Linked DNA regions of Sus scrofa: region 2 is linked to region 1. A link is a contact called in public Hi-C data. All regions are on one chromosome and are shown on one strand. The core of a region is the stretch at or near the end of the contact, and the rest is flanking DNA. Distances in the headings are between cores, read along the strand shown.

What was found. Hi-C and Micro-C count contacts between places; a contact is called where the count stands out from the background.
Region 2: a contact with region 1 is called in a Hi-C map of liver, with 6 times the contacts expected there. The contact joins two enhancer-like sites. A contact is called at or near these places in 4 of 47 Hi-C or Micro-C datasets (epiblast stem cells, liver and skeletal muscle).

The regions. Positions count from the first base shown.
Region 1 is chr9:115,794,759-115,799,512 of Sscrofa11.1, forward strand. It overlaps a transcript of TNFSF4 not described here. Among named protein-coding and RNA genes, the nearest start is that of PRDX6, 60 kb to the right of the region's middle. Within about 2 kb of position 3,248, at least 8 of the 83 cell types and tissues checked have an H3K27ac peak or open chromatin away from gene starts, as enhancers often do. A contact at or near this core is called in liver, where this site is marked.
Region 2 is chr9:115,908,102-115,913,019 of Sscrofa11.1, forward strand. It overlaps LOC100624136 (sodium/hydrogen exchanger 11), which reads right to left. Exons shown (of 32, transcript XM_021063653.1): 16 at 4,708-4,874; 17 at 3,989-4,102; 18 at 258-355. Among named protein-coding and RNA genes, the nearest start is that of PRDX6, 53 kb to the left of the region's middle. Within about 2 kb of position 2,225, at least 1 of the 83 cell types and tissues checked has an H3K27ac peak or open chromatin away from gene starts, as enhancers often do. A contact at or near this core is called in liver, where this site is marked.

The DNA.
Region 1 (4,754 bases), core at 1,998-4,497:
GAGCAGATTTGGAAGAGAAGTCAATGAATCTATTTGGAACACATCCAGTTAGAGGCCAGTAATAGCACAACCAGACAGGAAAACATCACGACAAAGATTCTCTTCTTGACCAAACTCTACTCAGATGCCCCTGAAGTCTCTTCTCATGTCCAATTCTCTGCATGGTCCGATTTTAGCAACAAACCTGCTCAGTCGGTTTAGCCAGAATCCCCCATCCTCCATAGGGGATCACCCTCAATATCTAATCAGGTTCTTTGTCCTCCATAATCAGTAGGTGACATCTGGTCACCCTGGTCTGCCTTCGGCAAGAATCCCAGTAGGTCAGTTTAGTTAGGACCCCTCTTACCCTTGATGTTTCCTCTTAGTAATTTCACATCCACTAACCAACCTGCTCCTCCCCACTTGTCCTTCTATTTGGAAATGAGCCCAGCTTTATACTCAGATCTCTTTTCTCTTATTGCAACAGTTTTTTCTAAATAAAATCTGTTTTTACCACTTCATGTCCAGGTCTGGTTTTTCTTAGCAGTAGTTAGGAATTCAGCCTTTTCAAAGGAGAAATCAGAGGTGATAAAGTATTAATGCACATATGGCATTTTGTGTCTCCACACCACCAGCAGAGAAGTTGAGCCAGGTGCTGTGGCTAAATCATGGACTGTTTCTACATTCTACACACTTCTGTTCTCTTTTCTGTTAATATCATTCTTTGTAAATCTCCCGGTGAATTTTCCACTCTTTCTGACTCTCATTATGGGGGTGTGATAGGCAGAATAACAGCTCCCAAAAGACATTCATGTCCCAATCCTTGGAACCTGTGAATATATTACCTTATGTGCCAAAAGGGTCTTGGCAATGGTGAGTAAGTTAAATTTTTTTAAATGAGGGCTTTTTCTGGATTATTCCAGAGGGCCCAGTATAATCTCAAGGGCTCCTACAAAAAGGATAAAAGACAATCAGTGAGAGAGAGAAGTTGGAAGATGCTAACAGCCTGCTAGCTTTGAAGATGGAGGAAGGGACATGAGCCAATGAATGAAGGCAGCCTCTAGAAGCTGGACAAAGCAAGGGAGAAGATTCAGTCCTCAATGCTCCAGAAGGAATACAGCTCTGCTGACATTCATGCTAGCAAAACCCAGTTCAGATTTCTGGCCTTTGGAACTATAAGATAATACATTTTTATTGTTTTAAGCCACTTCTTTTGTAGTAACTTTTCATAGCAGCTATAGGCAACCAATAAAACAGATGTAGGGAATGGGCTAGTCCTCATTAGCACGTGAGCAATGAAAGGTTGTGGGCAGATAACTTTTAAGCACAATTGATGGGTGGTTGGTCTACAGTAGTTCTCAGTAAGAATGAGAATGCCTTGCCCTCTCTAGGGAATATGGGGAAAGTTTGGAAATGTTTTTGTCACAACTGCAGGATGTTACTGGATATTACTGTCACGACTGGATATTACTGTCAACTAGAGACCAGGATGCTATTCAACATTCTACAATGCATAGGAAAGCCCCCCCATAACAAAGAATTGTCCAGTCCAAAATTTCAATAGTGTCAAGATTAAGGAAAAAATTGAATCTGATTCTGACCAAACCTCTAGATCAAACTATTAATGTATTAATTTACAGGAAAGAGAAGGTTCAGGATCCTGTTAAATAGCACCCCATGGATCCAATTAGAGAAATCTATTGGAAAAAGTTATGTTTTTCAACAGATTGTAAGAGTAATAAAAGACAAAGGGATATGGAACAGGGGAATCTACGGGATAAGAGACAAAATAACCAAGTGGAATACATAGACATAATTTGGATCCTAATTCAAATTTATTATAAAAAATGCACACACGCATTTATGAGACAACTCTAAATATTAGCTAGACGATTATGGCATGAAAGAATTATTGCTAACTCAGGTGAATTATTTGTGTCAAGGTAACTTTTTTTTAAAGGAGTCTGTATCTATTAGAACTACATGTTGAAATGTTTACAGATGAAACAATGTATCAAATTTCCTTCAAAATAATACAGGAGAGGGGCTGTGTGTGAAACCAGATTAGGCCATGAGTTGATCATTGTTGAAGTTGGTGAAGGGCACATGGGAGTTTATGATGCTATTCTTTCTACATTTATATGCTCAAAATTTTCCATATTAAAACAGTTTAAAAAGATTACGAAAATGTTTCTATTTTAAAATGTCTATTTTTCAGAGAGAGAATGGTCCCTCTCCCTTTCCTATACGCCCTCATCTCTCCAAATGATCTGTCACATTTGCCATGCTCAGAAATGTGCGCCTAAGCAAAATCAAAAAGAAAACATGGAGTTCCCGTCATGCCGCAGTGGTTAACGAATCCGACTAGGAACCATGAGGTGGCGGGTTCGATCCCTGCCCTTTCTCAGTGTGTTGAGGATGCACCGTTGCCCTGAGCTGTGGTGTAGGTTGCAGACGCGGCTTGGACCCCATGTTGCTGTGGCTCTGGCATAGGCTGGCGGCTACAGCTCCGATTCGATGCCTAGCCTGGGAACATCCATATGCCCCGGGAGCGGCCCAAGAAATGGCAAAAAGACAAAAAAAAAAAAAAAAAGAAAGAAAGAAAACATATGCAGAGTTCACTCACCATTTGTCAGGTGCCGAACAGAAAATATCCCAGTTTAGAATGTGCGGCATTCACTTGTAAAGAGAGAGAAGCTGGGAGGGGTGCTGTTGTTTACTAGATTCCCCTAGTTTTCTGTGGCTCTTGGAAGGAGGAATCCGTACTCAAAAGGCTGAAACCCAGTGCTTAAGCACAAGCTGGGCCGCCACCTCCACCTCCTGTGGGGAAAAAGACCTCCTGGCTCATCCACCTTTAAACCCCCACCACCGAGCACTGTGCAGCACTTGGTGGGCACTCTGCAAATGTTTGAGGAGGGAGGAGGAGGATTTAGCAGGCTTTGTTTTTAAGCAAGCATAAATAAATGTTTTGTGGAGTGTTAGCAACATCCTTCAGTCCTAATCAGAGAGTTTCCTTTTAGAATCACCACAACTGCAAAGTGACCTCACCAGCACAGACGCAGGGCTCCCCATCTTAGCAAGAAGTTTCAGGGAGGTGCTGGGCTGAGGCTGTCAGCTGCTGCTTTGTCAAATAAATCCTATACCTAAAATAACTACTCACACAGGCCCACTCAAGTGCTACAATTTTATTTTTAACCTTTATCATAGTCCTCAAGACAGGTGTGGAGGGCCTTGCCCACAGCCGTTGAGTCACACCTGAGCTCACTCCACCCACCCCTCCTGCTCTCCGGCTAGGGATCTACTCCCATAGAGCACAACCGCTGCACAGCAGAGAGGTGATAACACTGCATGATATACTTAAAAACTTGCTAAAAAGGTAGATTTGATGTCACGTGTTCTTATTACAAAAATAAGCAAACATATTACATAACTAAGTAGGGTGGGAGGAAACTTTTGGGAGGCAATGGGTATGTTTATGGCACATATGGTAATGGTTTCACAGGTGTACAGTTACCTCCAAACTCATTAAGTTGTGTTCATTAAAAACACTTGACCCTTGGGAATTGTTGTTGTGGCGCAGCGGAAACGAATCTGACTAGTATCCATGAGGATGCAGGTGTGATCCCTGGCCTCATCAGTGAGTCGGGGATCCAGCATTGCTGTGAGATGTGGTAATAGGCCATAGGCCGACATCTGCAGCTCTGGCTCGAGCCCTAGCCTGGAACTTCCACATGCTGCGCGTGCAGCCCTGAAAAGAAAAAACAAAAAATAAATAAACACTTGACCCTTGAACACAGGTTTGAACTGCCCAGGTCCCCTTGTATGCAGATTTTTTTCAATAACATACACTACAGTACCACATGATCAGTACCACACCATCAGTGGCTGAGTGAATCCACCAACACAGAGTTACAGATAAGAAGAAACCAAGGATTCAGAAGAACCACCGATACGGAGGGCCAACTACAAGTTATCCCCTGGGATTTTCAGCTTCCCAGGGGGTCAGTGTCTCAACCCCTGAGTTGTTGAAGGATCACTGTAGTTTTTTGCCTATCAATCATACCTCAATAAAGAAGGGTTGCTGAGCTTGCTATTCAAAGGAACCTGGGGTCAAAGAAAACAGAAGGTCTCCAGAGAACTCACTACTCAGGTAGCATTGAAAAAGGACAGCCGGCCAATCTGAATGGTCTTCATTTACCCAGCTGGATATCTATCTATTGTATACAAATATATCTCTTTTTTACTGAGGGTGCAGGATTCACAACTGCTTTCTTAGCATACTTCTGCCAGTCACCAATCTTTTTTACATTTTTATGTTTAATGTAAATAACTTTTTAAAAGTTTTCCACTTTGCCTGTGTCAAGAGCAGATGTTTTGAAAGAGCACAGTTGTGAAAACAAACATGTGATGGCCTAAGGAGTTAGGAGAGAGAATGCCAAAGAAAACACTTCGCAATGAGAGGGGAAAGTATCACGGGGAAGAGGACAGAACAGGGGTTTCGCTGCCTTCCTTACGTTGCTTGTTATGAGAACAATTAACCTGGCACTCACATTCCCTAAGGGATTCTTTTAAAAAGTGGACGCAGAGTAAATAGGACTCCATAGTTACAATAAAGAGCTGATGGAAGTGTTCGCAGCAGGAACCGATATCATACTCTATGAATAATTTTACAACATATGCAATCTCAACATTTATGTATTCTGTCACTTCGGTCAGAGGTAACTCAGGCAGTGTATTTAATCCTAAAAAAAATTCTCCAGACAAGAAACTCTTTC
Region 2 (4,918 bases), core at 975-3,474, 110 kb after region 1:
CTTGTCTCTTATATAATTGCTCTATAGTCAGATCTTCCTCCAAAAACTCCTCATAATCAAAATTATGAAGTTTTGAGAAAAAAATCTGAGAGAAAAAAGTATAAACAAGTGAAAATGGAAATAAATGGGTAGATGGATGGATAGATAGATGAGATAAAAGGAATGACCAATCTGTACACCTGACTTTCAGTTTGGTCATTCATTACCACATTCCCATTCAATTTTGGAAATATCAAATAAAGAAGTATTACACTTACTTTCCTTGAACGTGGCAATAGCTTTTGATTGCACCAATTAATGTCCGGGCTGCCTCTACACCAAGGACTCCATCGTTACACTGTTTTTCAAAGCTACTCTAAACATAATTTTAAATAAAAATTACAAAGGACCAAAGCATTAAAGTAATGTACTCTGCTTGACCTTTACATAGCTCTCACTTTTAGTATTATTATTGAACTCAATATATAAAAATATAATTTTCAAAAACTTCTATAGCAGGAAATAAACTTCATTAAATTTAAATAGTTACAGACTATTCAATTTTTGCAAAGTATTCTCCTGGATGTTATAAAAGATAAAAAGATTTCTAGCTTCAGAAAACTCAAAATCTATACAATGCAAAGAGTTTACTTCAGGTTTTCAACATCACTAATCATTACAGAAATGCGAATTAAAGCTACAACGAGATATCACCTCATACAGGTCAGAATGGCTACCATCAAAAAGTCTACAAATAATAAATGCTGGAGAGTATGTGGAGAAAAGGGCACCCTTTTACACTATTGGTGGAAATGAAAACTTGTGCAGCCACTATTGAAAACAGTATGCGGGTTCCTTAAAAAACTAAAAATAGAGCTAGCATATGATCTAGTAACTCTACTCACTTCTGCATGTAAATTAAAAAAATATATATTCTAATTCGAAAAGATACATGCACCCCAATGTTCATAGCAGCACTGTTTACAACAGCCAACACACAGAAACAACCCAAGTGCCCATCAACAGACAATTTGCTTATGAAGATGTGGTATGTGTATATATATATATAATGAAATACTACTCAGCCATAAAAAATGTGAAACACTGCCATTTATAGCAACATGGATGGATCTAGAGAATATTATGCTTACTGAAATAAGTCAGAGAAAAACAAATACATGGAATGTTAAAAATAACACAAATAAATCTATATAAAATAGAAATAGACTCAGAGACATAGAAAACAAACTTATGGTTACCAAAGGGGAGAAGGATTTGAGAGGGACAAATTAGGAGTATGGAATTAACATGTATAAACTACCACACACAAAAGGATAAGAGTTTACTATATAGTACAAAGACTTATATCCACTATCTTATAATAACCCATAATGGAATATAATCTGAAAAAACCTGAATATCTATGCTGTACACCTGAAACAAACACAATACCATATATCAAATATAGTTCCAATTTTTTAAAAAAAGGTAACATGGAGTAGGTCACTACATAGGATTTTCGGTTTTATTTTATCTTATTTTACTATTTTATTTTATTTTATTATTTTTGGCTGAAACCATGTGGACATTCCCAGGCTAGGGACTGAACCTGTGCCTCAGTTGTGACCTATGCCTCGACTGCGGCAACACTGGATCCTTAACCCACTGTGCCACAAGGGAACTTCCAGATTGATGGTTTAAAAAGTACATGTGGCAGGTCATTATAACAATGGTCCCAATGCAACATGTCTGTGCCCATGCCTCTTTGGAGCTAACACTGCTGCTCCTCCAATCCTTCACTAATTGAATCTGGACTAGCTTTGTGACTTACTTTAACTGATAGAATGGAGGTAAAAGTGATGTTATTCAACTTGCAGAGCCTAGGAGTTCTTGCAGCTTTTCCTTCACCCTGTTGGAACCCAGAGACCACCCTGCTGTGAAGAAGCCCAATCCACTCTACTGGAAGATAGGAGGCCATATGGAAGAGAACCAAAGTGTCCTAAAAGACAACCAGAGTCAATTGCCAACTCTATGAATGAGGACATGCTAGACCCTCCACCTCCAGTTGAACTATGATGGCAGCAGACACATGGCAAGACCAACCACAAAATCATCCAGATTGCCAAACCACAGAACTATGAGAAATACCAAACTATTGTTTTCTGCCAATAAATTTTGCAATACTCCAAAGGCTAACCAAAACAGAAGTCAGCACTGAGAGCTTACATAACAAAAAGCTAAAACATGCGTCATTAGCTTTGGGGCCAGGTGGTGAGCAGAGGCTAGAAGGGCAAAAAGGAGATTGTTAGTGGAAGCTGGAAGAGCAGTGAGAAACTGATGCAGTAGACTAGAGCAAGGCAGATATGCTACAAAGAAGGCTCACAACTGGCAATACTGTCACCTAAGTGAACATGGAAGGTGGAAGATGTACCTAATAAATTTATGTACCTGGCTAAGGAGACTTCTGGATTTCTCATAGTCTAGAAATAGTAAAGTGTCAACTTTTTCAGCTGCATACAATAAAGTATGGGATGATAATGATAAACTGAAGGGCAGCAGTTCAATCTGCAAGCAGAAATTACAGAAACTATAAAGAGACCATGATTTGCCAAGTTGAAAACCAAAGCAATTTCTCATCTGCCATCTCTCCAGGTGACCAAAGTTTGAGGAGTAAAAACCAAATCTAGAGTTCTGCCAGTAAAATATGGCCTCAAGTACAGTCCCAAAGTCATTTCGTTACTTTTTTTTTTTTTTTTTTTTTTTTTTTGGTCAAAACAAGTCATGAAAATAGACTGATTTCAATGGTGGGGAGGAATACAGACACCACCTCTTAATAGGAGATTCTACAAAGAATTCATGATCATACTTTATGTCTTTGGGCAAGAGCCTTTCAAATTCTGAGAATGTTTTAAATTAAGCATAGAAATGTTTTTAAAAATTAAAATATAGTGTTAATATTTTTGTATTAAGAAATATGTTCTTCCACAGAAAAAATAAAAGAGAAGGAATTTATGGATTAAAAGAGACTTAGAGTACATATTCCTTAATTGCAATATGTGAATTTTATTGAAATCCAATTTTGAAATATAAATTGATCACATTTTTGAGATAACTGGAAATTTGATCATTGACCCAATATGTGGTTTTTTAAGGAATTATTAATTTTTAGGTGCAATATGAGTATTTTACTATGTTTTCTAAGAGACTTGAAAATTTAGAAAGACATATTGAAATAGTAACAGATGAAAAGATATGATATATGGGATTTGTTTCAAGATAATATGGAAGATGGGTGAGTGAACGAAGGCAGAGATGGGGCAGGGTTGGTCAAGTGTGAATGGTTTTTAAGGCTGGGTGATGGGTACCTGAGGATTCATTATACTACTGTATTTACATTTGTATATGTCAGAAATTCCTCACAATAATAAGTTTTAAAATCTAAGCAAAAAAGAAAGACTCTGGGCATAGTGAGTCTTTTATATGTTTGTAAAACTGAATGACATATGAACTATTATACTAAAACCCCAATTTTAAGTGTGCAATTGGATAAGGTGATTTTACCTAGTACTCTTTCTGTGTTTTACAGCATTTAAATATTACATTTTAAATATTTTAAGAGAATTTTGATTCAATAGATTTATTTTAACTTCTTGGATTTACAAGAGTTAAACAAGCACTTCAGAGAATTTTGTATAAAAGGAACTCAAATACATTAAATTTATAAAGGCAGTTTTAAATCTTTGAAGCTGTTTAATTAACTAAGTATGTAAGTGGCACCAAACATTATTCAAAGAATCCTCAAAAGTAAACGTAAATCTGCTAGACTTAGAACAAGAAGATTTGTGACTTGAATTTAAAGCCTAAGAGGTTTATTTTTTATTTCTTAATTTCCATACACCAAACATAAATGTTAACAACCAATCAAAGGTGAAAAAAAATTCTAGTCACTTGAAAAGCATATGCAAAAAAAAATTTTTTTTTTAAAGCAGATTATATGAGGGGTACCAACCATTTGTATTATAGCTATATGCAATCTGGCTTCTTCTATTAAAACCTCATCGGTTGGGCACTCCTCCTTTGCTTTTTTATCATATGAAGTGTGGGCAAACTGAACAGTATCAGACTAGGTTTAAAAAAAAATAGAGACAAAGTTAAAAATAAGTTAAAATGATTAGGAGCTGTCAAATACACTCAGAAAAGATTCCAACAACTCAAACGAGAGTCAGTAAAATGAAAGGTTGTGAATAAATGAACAACACTCTCCCTATAAGAAACGTGGCTTTCAATTGTGGTGAAGCAACTATTTGTTTGGAGAGATTTAGAAGCCAAATTCCTCCCCAAATAAGTCTACCCTTAACTGCTCTCTGAAGCAGCCGTTGTTTTCTGCTTTTGATTGTACTTACACAGGGTCAGCTCTCTCACTTCATCCACCAACTGGAAAAGTCGCCCTGGCAGAGGTCATTCATAGTTACTCAGCCAGCCACTGTGTAACAACACCAATTCTGCTGTGTTTGGCAGATAAGGCTGGATCACCAAGACCTCCTCTTTGGAGACAGAATTCAAAGAAGTATTTTTGCCAATACAGCAAAGCTACTAAATATGTCCCCCGTTAGTATCCTGACATATAACTAGCAAAATTAAGTTTTTTTATAATAAACTAAAGAAAGAGAGGCAGATCCAGGAAGGAAAACGACTATTTTTTTTTTTTTTGGCCAGGAATCGACTCACAGGAATGATGTATTCAATTCTTGTTTTTTCTTCTACTAAGGTCCAATTAACATTTGTCAAAATTTTTTCAGTTTTAAATAAAGTTATTTTGTTCTGTATTATCTCCTGGATGTGCTTAATGGCATTTTGCATGGCCATTTGTCTTGGAAGAGAGATGGCACACAAACCTGTGACAAAGAAAAGCAAGGACCTTAAAAAAATACAGTGAAGA